Linked DNA regions of Mus musculus: regions 1 and 3 are each linked to region 2. Evidence: chromatin contacts called from public promoter capture Hi-C data. All regions are on one chromosome and are shown on one strand. The core of a region is the stretch at or near the end of the contact, and the rest is flanking DNA. Distances in the headings are between cores, read along the strand shown. Region 1 holds the start of Epas1 (endothelial PAS domain protein 1). Region 2 holds the start of Zfp36l2 (zinc finger protein 36, C3H type-like 2). Region 3 holds the start of Rhoq (ras homolog family member Q).

Region 1 (4,026 bases), core at 12-2,511, 2.6 Mb after region 2:
GGAGATTTTCCTGCAGAAGTAGGAAATGGGAAAGTGTCTAAGATCAAAGCAGGAGTGGGCATCTCACAGGTGGAAAGGCCAAAGAACCCTCTGACTGCCTAGGGAAGAGGAGACTTCATAACACCACGTCCTGCAGTTGGCTGTATCCTTCGAACCCCGGAAGAGCACATCCAGTGATTTGGGAACACGCTATCAACACATCCCAACATCACACTCAGGAACTCTCTGGGGAGCCCACGGTGATACTGGGGTATTGAGAGCGGGCAGAGGCCTGAGGGAGCTCCAAGGCTCTCCTCTCAGGCATACACTTAAACCTAACAGTCTACCACGAGCACCTCAAAACCCACAAACCGGTTGAGGAAGACACAGGCAGGAGCAACCCTAGATCATTTTTGTCCCAGTTTCTCCCACAACTTTCTGCCACTCGGGACTCAGAAGTCAAGGTCAGTTTGGCCAAAGAGAGCGCACCTCCAAGGCAGACAAGAACAAGAGCCGACAGGGTCCTGGGGATCATTACCGCCGGCCGAAGGGAGCCAAGTGGATGGTTTAGGGGACTATAGCAGCACCCGGAAGCGGGGGGGGGGGGGGTTGGCTGGGCGCTCGCTGCACGCCCTAGCTGCGCTCGCGATCTCCGACCCAGCGCTCCTGCCCTAGCCTAGCTCTTAGGGGAAAAGTGAGGCTGAAAGGACACTGGCGCAAAGGCATACTCCGAACTTGGGTAGCAGATCCCCGCCATTACTCAGTCCTGCGCTAACTGCGCTTCCATTTGGAGTCCCATATAGTTACTCGCCACCAGCGACCTCAAAAACAAGTCGCAGTTCTGCGGAAGGAGGAGGAAGGGCAGGCGGGCGCCCGAGGAGCGCAGCTCCAGAGAAAGGGGAGGGACGGGGTCAGGGCAGAGGCTGTGGCCGCGCCTCCCTATTGGCCGGGACACGGTGGGAAGTCGGGGCAGGCAGCCAGCGTGCGGGGCGGGGCTTCTCTGGAGCCCCGCCCCCGGCCCGCCCCCAGCCCGATGTCCCACTCCCGCGCCCCTCGCGCCCTCCCGCGGGCGGGCCGTCCGAGTTTTTAAAGTGGGCTGACAGCCGAGGAGGCCGGACATTCGAGAGCGGCCGGTGTACAGCTCCGGAGTCCGCAGCGCTCCGCTCCAGCTCTCCTGAGGCGGCCGTACAATCCTCGGCAGTGTCCTGAGACTGTATGGTCATCTCAGCGGCCGCACTCGCTTGCCCCCGGATTTTTTTCCAACTTGCTCTCTTCGAGCCATTTTTTTTTCTTTTTTTCTTTTTCTTTTTTTCTTTTTCTTTTTTGGTTGGTTGGTTTTGATTTGTCAGATCCCAGAAAAGTGACTCCTGTTCGGGGCTAAACGGAACTCCAGGTCCCTTGTCGCTGCTCTCTCTCTCTTTTGGCGTCTTACAACCTCCTCCCACTCCTTTCCCCGGCCCCGCCTCCTCCTGCAGGTTCCTCCCCGTCACCCCCCTCCTCCCTCCTCCTCCTCCGCACCTAGCCAGCCCTCTGCAAACTTCCACCTGATTGAGCGGGACTCTCGGACCTGCGAGCACTAAAGACCTTTCACACCTGCCCGGGCGACAGAGAGCTGCGGAGGGCCACAGCAAAGAGAGCGGCTGCAGCCCCTACGGGGTTAAGGAACCCAGGTGCTCCGGGTCTCGGAGGGCCACGGCGACAATGACAGCTGACAAGGAGAAAAAAAGGTAAGCGGGAGTCAAAGCTGGCGACCGACTTGGTCCCAGGCATTGGCGGAACTGCGCGTGGCGGGCGCGACCCGGGGCAGTCGGGAGAGGGGTGCGAGAGTTCTCGGAGGCTGGAGGACCGCTGTTGAGGGGCTTTGAGTAAGCGAGTCGGTGATGCCTTTAGGGACAAGGAGCTGCGGTGTCGCAGTAGAGTTGCAAAGCGGATAGTTCCGAGACCTTGAGACACGGAGAGATGGCCCTGGAGGTCAGGGGTGCTTCCGCGGCGCCTTCCAAAGTCTGTCGTCCCTGGAGCACCAAGCTTCCCTAGCGAGTGTTTTGAAATGTTTCTGGGCTGATGCCCTCGACTCTTAGGGTTTCCATGCTGGAGCAGTAGACACGCCTTTCTTTTCCTAAGACCCTCTAGGTCTTTCCGAGAGCGTTCCTATGCGGGCTTTGCGCCCCAAACTAGCATGGAACAGAGGGCAAAGCGCAACTCTGGGGTGCGCCCTGACCGAGAAGCCGGAACACTGTCAAGGGTCCTGCTCCAGACGGCACCCAAGTTTGTTCAACCCCCTTAACCTTACCCTACACCTAGACTCCGGCAGAGAGTGGGGAGTGAGTGACCTGGATTGCCCTGCGGGGGCAGGTGCTCTAGTGTGCAGAGAGAAGACCGTGACACCCGGCGGCTCCGAGTGTCTGATTCTTAAGACGAAGGGCAGCCACGAAGGTTTGTCCTCGCGAACCTTTCGGCACTGGGTGAGAGGCAACTCGGGGCAACTCGCGCTGCCCTCGAGCCTCCTTCAATCCGCCCCGCATCTGGTGACTTGACACCCAGCTCTAGGAGCTGAGGTGGGAACACACTGTGACCCCGCCGCAGACCTGGGTACATTCTCGTCGCCTGCAAAAGTTTATAGCTGGCCGCCTGGCACTTTGCTCCTGTTTCGATCGGTGCGTGCCGTGGGTTAGAGCTTCCAGCACTGCGCTCCGTGGCGACTTAGCTGGGGTGTCCGGAATGGTACGCGTGACCGCAGAATGGCGCGAGCTGCCAGAGATCCGTGGCCAGACTGGAAAAGACTGGCGGTGAGGACCCAGCCCCGAGCAAACGGGCTTTTTGTTTGGGCTTCCACTTAGGGACATGAGCCAGGAACTGTGTATCCTCTGGTCGAAAGCTGCAGCTCCCACCTCAGGGCACCGATAAGGAGTTGATAAACTCCAGCGAATCGCACCCGTCCTGGCCCGGCGCCCGCGCCCTGCGCTGGCGGATCTCTAGAGGGGGAAGGTATTGAGTCCGGTTCTAGATTCCCCATTATCGCCCACCAAACAACTCTGAGGTTCTGTGTACTTTGAGGGTAGAGAAGGAGAAGCAAGAGAGAGAGAGAGAAAAAAAAAGACTAAGATTCTAGCTCAAACTGTAAAACCAGCCAGAGGGTAATCACAAACCATCAAAACCGCGAAGTTGGACAGCAGAGTAGCCAGGAGCACTTATTGAACACTTTATTACTGCCTTGTCTATGGGTGACTGTCGCGTTTGTCCGAGATGAGACCTGACAGTAATCAGTGTCAAGTGTCATCTTGCTCTTAGGTCTATCAATCCTTGGGAGAGTCAGGGATCAGTGGGGAAAGCTATTTCCATACCCAGCTTGCAGAGACTCTTTGCCGAGGGCTGGCAGGGAGTATAGTCAGAGCCTAGAAGAACGTTGCATAATGACACTACAAATTATCCACAACAGCGGCCACTTTAAGAACCAGTGTGACACAGACTGTGAACCTCCTAGGAATCTTCGGCCTGTAGTGCAGTGCCCCAGTGGTAGCCAGGCCCGCAGGGTGTGTGTGTGTGTGTGTGTCCAAAAAACAGGGCAAGCAGTGTAGGTTCAGTGTAGGTTCAGACTTCCAAAGCCTGTTAGGATAGTGGTTTTGAGATTCTGGTTAAATTGACTGACTTCTTGGGGGCATCAATATGTAGTTGAAAATTGTGAAGCAGGGCATCAAAAGTTAATGTCCCTTAAATGGCTGCCCAGAGCTTTCCAGAGCGCTTCAGGAAATCAATGTGAGCAGCAAGGGTTCCCGGATTGGTGATACCACCCACTAGTGGTTCAAGGGCCGGTTCTTCTCCAGGGCATAACTGAGCATTTGTATGGTTCCTTCTGGAAACAGCCCTTCCAGAGGCCAGAAGGCTTGTTTTAGTCCCAAACATCCTTGTGTGGGTGGATATATTCCTTCATGATAGTCAGGAGCCAGTCTTTTATTTGTTGGCTGGTTAGCAGACTGGGGGAGCCACAGCAAGCTCTCTTGGAGTTCTCATCAACCCAGCAGGATTCCTGATTCTAGGAAGAGCCAAGTG
Region 2 (3,916 bases), core at 540-3,039:
GCACGGCGCTCCGGGGCTCAGCAGGTCCTCCGCGCCCCCGGGGCCGTAGAGCAGCGCGGCCGCCGCCGCCGTGGCGCAGCACGTCGGGGCGCCCGAGGGCGTGGAGGCCGCCGAGGCGGAAGAGCAGGAAGAAGCCGAGGAGGAACAGGACGAGGCCGAGGAGGAGGGCGGCGGCGGCGTGCGCGATGTGGGGCTGTCGAGCAGCAGCGGCGACTCCAGGCCCCCCGGCGGCTGGTGGTGGCCCGACGGGAAGCCGGAGAAACTGAGGCTGTGATGCAGCTTGGGCCGCGGCTCGCGGGCGAAGCCTAGGTGTAGCGCGTCGCGTGCGCCAAACGCTCGCAGGTCCCCGGAGGCGCCGCCGCCCCCCGACGGCGCGGGCCGCCGCTCGTCCGCGTTGTGGATGAAGTGGCAGCGCGGGCCGTAGGGGCAGAAGCCGATGGTGTGGAAGGTGCGGCACAGCTCTGTCTTGTACTTGGGGTGCCGGGTGAGGCTGCGCAGCTCGTGGAAGCCGTGCGCGAACTGGCACTTCTCGCCGTACTTGCACGTGCCGCTCTCCTCGAAGGGCCGGCACAGCTCCGTCTTGTAGCGCGTGGAGTTGATCTGGGAGCCGCTGCCCCCCTTCTGCTGCTGCTGCAGGTGCAGGAGGTGCTGGCTGCGCTCCCCGTTCTCGCTGAACGAGCGGTCCCGAAATTTGCTCTCCTTGGTGACCAGCGCCGTGCCGCTGCCCCCCGAAGGCTCCTTGAGCTGGCCGTAGGAGGCCAGACCGCCTCCGCCTGCGGGGCCACAGCTGCTGCCGCCGCCGTTAGGGGCGCCCGGGAACTTCGGCGAGCAGCTGCCCGGACTGGGCACAGGGTGGGCAAGCGCGTGGAGGTTGCTGGCGGAGTGGCGTCGCAGGAAGCCCGGAGTGAAGCTCGAGCTGGGGGCAGCAGCCACGGGCGTCCCTACCGCCTTCTTGTCCAGCATGTTGTTCAGATTGAGGTTTGCCAGGGATTTCTCCGTCTGCCAAAGGGAGGGGAGCGGGAGCGGGATGAAAATCGGATGGGGAAGAGAGTCGGGGCTAACTGCAGAGTGAACGCCCTAGTCCCAACTGCCCACTTGTTGGGGTTTCTGGTGGGATCCGATTCAGCCTCCACCGCTACACTCGCAAAACGCAGGCCGGAGAGAGTGGAGGACGCCCACCCCGGCCGCTCCGGGTCTAGCCATGTGATCCTGGGCCCGTGGCCACGGGGTGGGCGGCGCAAACGCTGTCCGGGAAGTCCCGGCAGCGTGGCCGCGGTCGGTTCGGGAGGAGCACGGCTGCTCCAGCCGCTACTCGCTCTCTCCACGCCCACAGTCGCAAGCACACAGTCCTGCTAACTCCAGGACTTCCCTCCACCCGCAAAGTCAACTTGGAAGGGTCCCTCCCGCCTCGGCCCGGCCCGGCGGCAAGTCTCGGAACTCCAAAGGGTTCCAGGCCGTCCGCCATCCTTTCCGGCTGCCTGCTTACCTTGCACAAGAAGTCGATATCGTAGAAGGGTGACAGAAGTGTGGTCGACATTTTTCTGGGTCCTGTAATGGTCGAAATTGCAAGCGTGGAGGTTGGGAGGTGCCCTCGGTACGGCGAGACTCGAACCAAGATGAATAACGGGCGAGGGCCAAGGAGGGACGGAAAGTTGTGCTTGTGCGGCCGAGGAAGCGGCGGCGGGAGGCCGTGGCGCGGAGTGGGGGGCAGAGGAGAAGCGAGAGCGCAGCTCGGCGCCCCGGCCCGCCCCCCGCCCGAGCCGTCGGCAGCTCGCGGACTGGTGGAACTCGGAGACCTGAGAGCGTGCGCCCTTTATACAGCCCCGGAGCGGCGCGGCGGCGGGGCAAAGCGCACCGGGGGAGGGGACTGAACGCTGACCGGCCGGGGTCTCCAGGCAACGCCGCCCGCCAGCCCGCGGACGTCAGGCTCCTTCTCGGCTTCTCATTGGTCGCCGCCAATTTTTCCCCTTCGGGGGAGGGGAGGAGAGGGGAGGGGAGGGGCGGGCAGCCTGGGCGTCCCGAGCGGCGTGGGGCGTGCGGCCCCCTTGGGTCCTGCTGGGTGGCGGCGGCGGGAATACCTCGCTCTCCTCCGCCTCTACGAGTATAACGTTGGAAAGCACGTACACGTTCTATCTGCCCAGGACGGGGCTACCCGGGACGTGCCTTTCCTCGCCCGATCCGGCTGGGCCGACTGGCGCAGCTTTTATCTCCCATCCTAGTTTTTGCTCCGCGCGCGGGAACAGCAAAACAGCAATGGTGCGCTTGGCCAAGTTGCTTGGGACTAGGAACGGGGGTCGCGGCCTGTCCCGTAGGTGGCAGCTCCGGCCCGGCTGCACGTGGAGACGCAGTAGGGGTGGGGGCGGGAGCGGCCAGCCTGGAGGAGCATTGGCGCGTTTCTCCGCCCCTCTCCCCGCCCAGGCTCAGTAAACAGGACTTGAGCGCTGCGGCCTGTGGGGCAGAGCCGAGTGTCTGAGGACAAGGCGCTGGCTTTGCTAATCACATCACAAGACCTTGAGCCTGGGCCAAAGGCGCCGAGTGGCGCGGGGTGTCCGGGGCGGGAAAGCCTATTCCAGGGGACTAGAGGGAAGTCGGAGGAGCAGTGTGGACATAGAGGAAGTCACTTCCTTCACCTTTGTGCCTGCTGGTTGGCCTGGCCTCCTCTCGGGGATGTGGGTGCAGCTCCTAGCCAAGGCTTCCCGCCTGTACAGCCTTGGCCTGTCGAATCCTGCAACCTTCCTCCTTCTGCTGTGGGAGGCGCGGCATTGAATCTAAGCTTTGTGTGAGCTGCCGGAGGCGAGGCGGTGATTGCTGAACCACCACCCAGGTTGGGGGAAAGAGGTCCTCATTCGGTTGCCTTTAGTGCAACTCCTACCAGCTTTCCATGGAAAAAGCAGTCCCAGAAGGCCCCTGGCTCTTTTTGAGAGGGGTCTCACACACACACACCTCCACACACCTAGCGACCCCCACCCCCACCCCGTGAGGCCCATCTGGTCAGGTCCAGAACCCTTTATCCCTACACTTCATACTGGCTGCCAAAAGCTGGAGTTGGGCCCATGAATTCACCCAGCTGGCAGTCCGGGTTGCCCTGGGTGGAAGGCCCAGTAGTTGCCAGAGAAGGCTGCTTGACCAACTACATCCTTCCCATGTTGCTCTTCCTGTCTGGTTGACCCAGTCCAGTGTGCACTTGGGCTGTATCAGTTAACCTTGAAGCTAAGGAGGTAGATCTGTCACTCAAAGGCTCCTGAGTCCAGGTGCATTTGGCCACACTGCAGTGCATGCTGCCCCTGTAGGTAGAGCCAATGGCTGCCAGAAGACTGTAGTGTCTTGGACGTAGTGCTGAGTGGGTTGGGTACGGTGGTTCATGCCTATAGTCCTAGCACTAATCACAAACTGTGGTGAGTTTTAGGCTAGCCTTGCACAGCTTAGTGTGAGAGTGAGACCATACCCCTATAAAGGAACAAAGCCCTCACCATCTTATATATTAAAGCAAACTGGCTTTTGGCTGTGGTCTGAGCAAGGGGCCACCCAGATCTTAGGACCCTCAAGTGTAGTGACTTAGGGAAGATGGCTGCTTCACTCTTCCCACCCACGTTGCTCTTGCCCCTATTACTGCTGGGTTCTGTGGCTGAAAGGACCCCAAATGTAAGCATGAGGCTGTGACTAAGGTTTTCCTGGTTTCTCTCAGGAAAGCATGCAGCAGTCGTTCCCCTAGCTACTGCTAGCAGGATTGCAGATACAAGCCCACCTGTGGAGCCATCCATCCCTCCTGTCCTCCCAGATTGGCCACAGCCAGCCAAGATCCAAGTCTGGGGTAAGTCCCAGCTAATGGCAGACTTGGTAGGATGGACTTGGAGATAACATAAGCCTGCTCTGAAACATGCTTTGGGACAGCATGCCTGCCAATGTGAGATGGTTT
Region 3 (4,100 bases), core at 809-3,308, 2.8 Mb after region 2:
AGAGGAAAAAGAGAAGGCGGCCTAGACGGGCTCACTGTTCTCACACAGACCTGTGTCTGTTTCAGTGTTCACAGTTCAAACAAAAGGAAAAGAGCAGAGGCCTCTGGGATGCCCAGAAACAAAGTTGTTTCCTGTGCCCGAGTCCTTGACATTTGAGAACTGTTTTTGGTTTTGTTCTGTTTTACCACTTGGGCATTCTCTTTTTTGCCCATGGGAAACTGAGGGTCTTGCAGAGGTCTAACTATTCCAGTTGAAGAGTGCATGGACTGTCAAGGCAGTGTTCTAGAGTGGGCCCGCCCCGCCCCCACATCCACCAGGTGTGACTGTCCCCAGAGCTCTAATATTCTTGGCAGTCTGTCTGGCATCACTGTGGGCCAAGGGAATGAGGTCACTGTCGCCAATGAAGTCACCACCACATGATTCATCCCACATCAGTCCCCAACTCGGAGTGTACTCTGAGAGTCTCAGAGCTTCTCACAAGCCATCCAGGACCCGGGGTCCCTGTAAGATGAGCTCACATTTTTTTTTTTTTTTAAAGCAGAAAACAGGCCTAGAGAAAGGCAGCCAGCCATGCTACTAACTTGTGGTGCTTGGACCAAGTTCAGCTTTCCGGCAGAGCTGGCTCCTACAGCTCTTTAACCTTTCCACATTTCCTCCTTTCAGAATACTAGTCTTCGCAAACACAGCCAGAGCTAATGGTGATGCAAGCAGCAAACCTTGCTCTCTTCTCCTTCACGGGAAAGTGTCAAGACCTGACTTCAAGATAGTGTGGTGCCTTTCCTAACCTTTCAGAATGTATGAAGTAACTTTCAGATTTATTAGTGTAGTCAATGCAAGTACCTCCACTCGAATGCAATGGACAGGGTATGGAGAGATGTTCCCCTACGTTCACAAGGAACGTTAAATACTATTTGAAATCTTCCTGGTCGAATTGAAATCAGGATTATGACTTGAAAACTGGCGTCCAGGGTTCGTGGAAGTGAAATGAGGGCATCACAGTAGGCATCTCCCCAGGTGGCCCTTGAACACCGGGAGTGACAGGGAACCTTTTGGTAACCACTTCACTGGTCCCAGTTTCCCCCACCTAAATCCCGGGGGCAAGGGTATGAGTGACCCACGCACCTCTCAACACAGCATTTTCTACCACTATGAATTGGTGAGAGGAAAGGACTTCCCTGTCAGCAAGCTTGGGGGTAGGCTGCGGTGTGGGGTCAGTCAGCGCAGAGTGAGCCTTCGAACCAAGACCGTACATTTAAAGCAGCACTCGGCCACACAACTAACTGGCCCTGGCCAGACAAGTGTTTCCGGACTTGCCAGACAGAGGCGCAGGGTTGGTCCTGAATCACTGGCCAAGTCTCAGAGCGCGAGGCTACATCATACCTCAGGGATCACAATTGAATACTTTTGGAGAGACGCTTGGAAGCGAAAGGAAGCCTCGGACGATGTCGCCTCCAGGGGGAGCACAAATAACATCTGTGGTCTCCTGACAAGGGCTCGCCCCTTTGTGGCTGGTTGGGGGTGCAATATGCTGCATCTCTTAGTCACCGATTTCATAGAAAATGACTCAAGCTCGTGCTGCGAAAAGCGTGGGGTAGTGATGCTGAGGAGCAAGCAATAAGCCAGAAGTCTCAGTTTTCCAGTTCCGAGACCCACCACCCTCCCAGCCTCCGCACACCTTTCTAATTATTGTTATTAATTATATTTATAACCCTCTTGGCCGCTGTTCCTGATTTCTAGTTGCGTGGAGCACTTGCAGGCCGACGAGATGGCTCCTGCCTTCCAGGCAGAATTTAAATATACACATCTGTATAATGTTGCAGAATTGCGTCACCGTGGAAGTCGTCGTGATTCCCCGAAAGGCCTTCACGTCTCCTCCGGGCACCGGGGCCTGCGGACGCTTCCGGGCTTTGGCCGCACTTTCGCGAGGAGCCCTGGGCTCCTTCCTAGCGGCTGCCCAAGAGCCCCTCCCCCAGCCCCCATCCTCCCGGATACAGGGCGCCTCCTCCTCGGCCTCCGCGCCCGACTCCCAGGGAGTCAAGCTTGGGTGAGCGGCAGGAGCGCACGGCGGGCGCGGGCGCGGGGCGCGCCGCACTCCGGAGCCGCCCGGACCGCCCTCCCCCACCCCCCTTCACCGGCCCAGGAGGGCGGGGGCCGGAGCGGCGCGGGGCGGGCAGAGCCGCCTGGCCCCTCCCCTCCGCCGCCCTCCCCAAAGTTGCCGACTCCCCTGGGGCCGGACGGTCTTATGATCCGGCGGATCCTCCTGGGGAGGCCGGGCCGGGGAGCGGGTTCGGGCGCCGAGCGGCGGGGCCAGCAGGCGGGCGCGGCGAGCCGGGCCAGGGCGGGGAGCGGGGCAGAGATCGAAGCGGCGGCGGCTGCGCCCCGGGCCCGCCGCACCTTCTCCTCCGGTCAGGGGAACCGCTGCATGGGGCCGGGAGGGCGGCCCTGCTGCGCCGAGCGGCGGCGACGGCGGACCCCCCAAGCGGGCTGGGGCTGAGCCCGGGGCCAGGGCGGGGGCTCCGGGGGGACCATGCCCCGAGGCCGGCCGGCCGCAGCATGGCTCACGGGCCCGGCGCGCTGATGCTGAAGTGCGTGGTGGTCGGCGACGGGGCGGTGGGCAAGACGTGCCTGCTCATGAGCTATGCCAACGACGCCTTCCCCGAGGAGTACGTGCCCACTGTCTTCGACCACTACGCAGGTACGCCTCTGCCCTGCTGACTAAGGGGCTGATCCCCGGCTGGGAACTTTGGAGCAACTTTGGCTGAGCCCCCTGGCTTGCCTCCCCTGAGCGTGCTCCCCTCCCCCGCCGTGCCCTCTGCCTGGCGGCTTCACCCCCCCCCCCAAGCTGTGCCTCTGGTCACCCCACCCCTCGCAGCAACTCCCACCCCATTCCTATCTCCCCCTTCGCCCCGTCTCCCACACTTTTCAGTCCCCTGAGCGCCCTTCTTGACCTTCCAGCTGCCTCTTCCCTTACTGCCCGAAACCCCTGTAGGGGAAACATCTGGGAACACTAGTAGACGTGGCTACAGGGTTTGGGGGGGGGGGGGAGTGGATGGCAGGGGCCACATTACACCTATATCTCATGCAACTTGGCAGTGAAGTGGACTCGGATAAAAGGGGAATGTTGTCTCCTGGGGAGCACCCACATGCTTCCCAGTATTTGGGAAAGGAGGTTACTGTGGGGAGCCAAAGTGCTAGATCTCAGATCACTGTGAGCTTCTCTCCCCACCCCCCACTTCTGTCCTTGCAGTCAGCGTCACCGTGGGGGGCAAGCAGTACCTCTTGGGACTCTATGACACAGCTGGACAGGTGAGTGTTTTGGCTTCTGGCCGGTTCCCTTACCCCCATCTCTCGCCAATTCTGTGTGGCTGTGGAGGGCCTTTGGAAACTGAGGTGTCTAGGTGGGAGGGTGTGTTTTGGGGGGGGGGGCTGCCTCAAGATCAGGTTGGTTTTTTTTTTCTTAAGTCAGCAAATTAAGGAAACAAACCCAAAAGAAAACGCAGACCAGCGTGAACCCCGCGATGTGAAAAGTTTTTGACTGTATGGGTCTTTACGTGTGTTGCCTGGTGAGTGGGTCCCAACTCCTGTTGCAAAGTGGCAGCAGCCAATGGTAAAGCGTTCTTATTTTTAGTTGCTGATGACCAGGTCTCCCCCTCGCAGCCTCTGTCTGGGCCCTCATTGGTGAGTGGTCTGCCTGCCCGAGGAGCCTGATTGGTGGGAAATGGCATCATCTAAGAGGCTGGGAAGGCGTTTGGTCCTGGTTGTGTTTATTACAACATCATTGCACTCTGGGACTCCAGTCCCTGAAAACGTAATTTGTGGTGTTACCAGAGGAGCACAGGGAAAAAGAAAAGAAACAACAACCGTCAGCCACTCCCTGGGGTTGGGGCGGCAGGGTTAAGAGTTCAGCTGGAGTCTTGGAGGAAGCTTTCTTCCCCCTGGAGGGCCAGGTGACTTTGTGTTTTCTTTGGAGAGATTATGTGCAGAAAGGAAAGGAACGCGTCTTTCTGCAGTCTCTGGCTAGTGCTGGCAAACTGAAGGGTCAGACTGTTCTCCTGTAGGGTTAAGGGGTTTTCTTGGGGGTTCTGTCTCCCTAACCTAGC

What was found. Promoter capture Hi-C pulls out the DNA fragments that hold promoters and counts their contacts.
Region 1: a contact with region 2 is called in a promoter capture Hi-C map of liver, with 4 times the contacts expected there. The contact joins the promoter of Epas1 here to the promoter of Zfp36l2 in region 2. A contact is called at or near these places in 2 of 39 promoter capture datasets (both in liver).
Region 3: a contact with region 2 is called in a promoter capture Hi-C map of pre-B cells, with 4 times the contacts expected there. The contact joins the promoter of Rhoq here to the promoter of Zfp36l2 in region 2. A contact is called at or near these places in 2 of 39 promoter capture datasets (liver and pre-B cells).

The regions. Positions count from the first base shown.
Region 1 is chr17:86,752,603-86,756,628 of GRCm38.p6, forward strand. It overlaps Epas1 (endothelial PAS domain protein 1), which reads left to right and starts at 1,262. Exons shown (of 16, transcript NM_010137.3): 1 at 1,262-1,706. The coding sequence starts at 1,681.
Region 2 is chr17:84,186,158-84,190,073 of GRCm38.p6, forward strand. Zfp36l2 (zinc finger protein 36, C3H type-like 2) reads right to left here and starts at 1,790. Exons shown (of 2, transcript NM_001001806.2): 1 at 1,487-1,790; 2 at 1-999. The coding sequence starts at 1,537. Thada (thyroid adenoma associated) reads right to left here. Exons shown (of 38, transcript NM_183021.3): 38 at 3,899-3,916. It also overlaps a transcript of Gm36279 not described here.
Region 3 is chr17:86,961,053-86,965,152 of GRCm38.p6, forward strand. Rhoq (ras homolog family member Q) reads left to right here and starts at 2,059. Exons shown (of 5, transcript NM_145491.2): 1 at 2,059-2,695; 2 at 3,248-3,306. The coding sequence starts at 2,554. It overlaps LOC115488765 (hapless 2-like), which reads left to right. Exons shown (of 3, transcript XM_030250169.1): 3 at 1,821-2,494. The coding sequence ends at 2,494.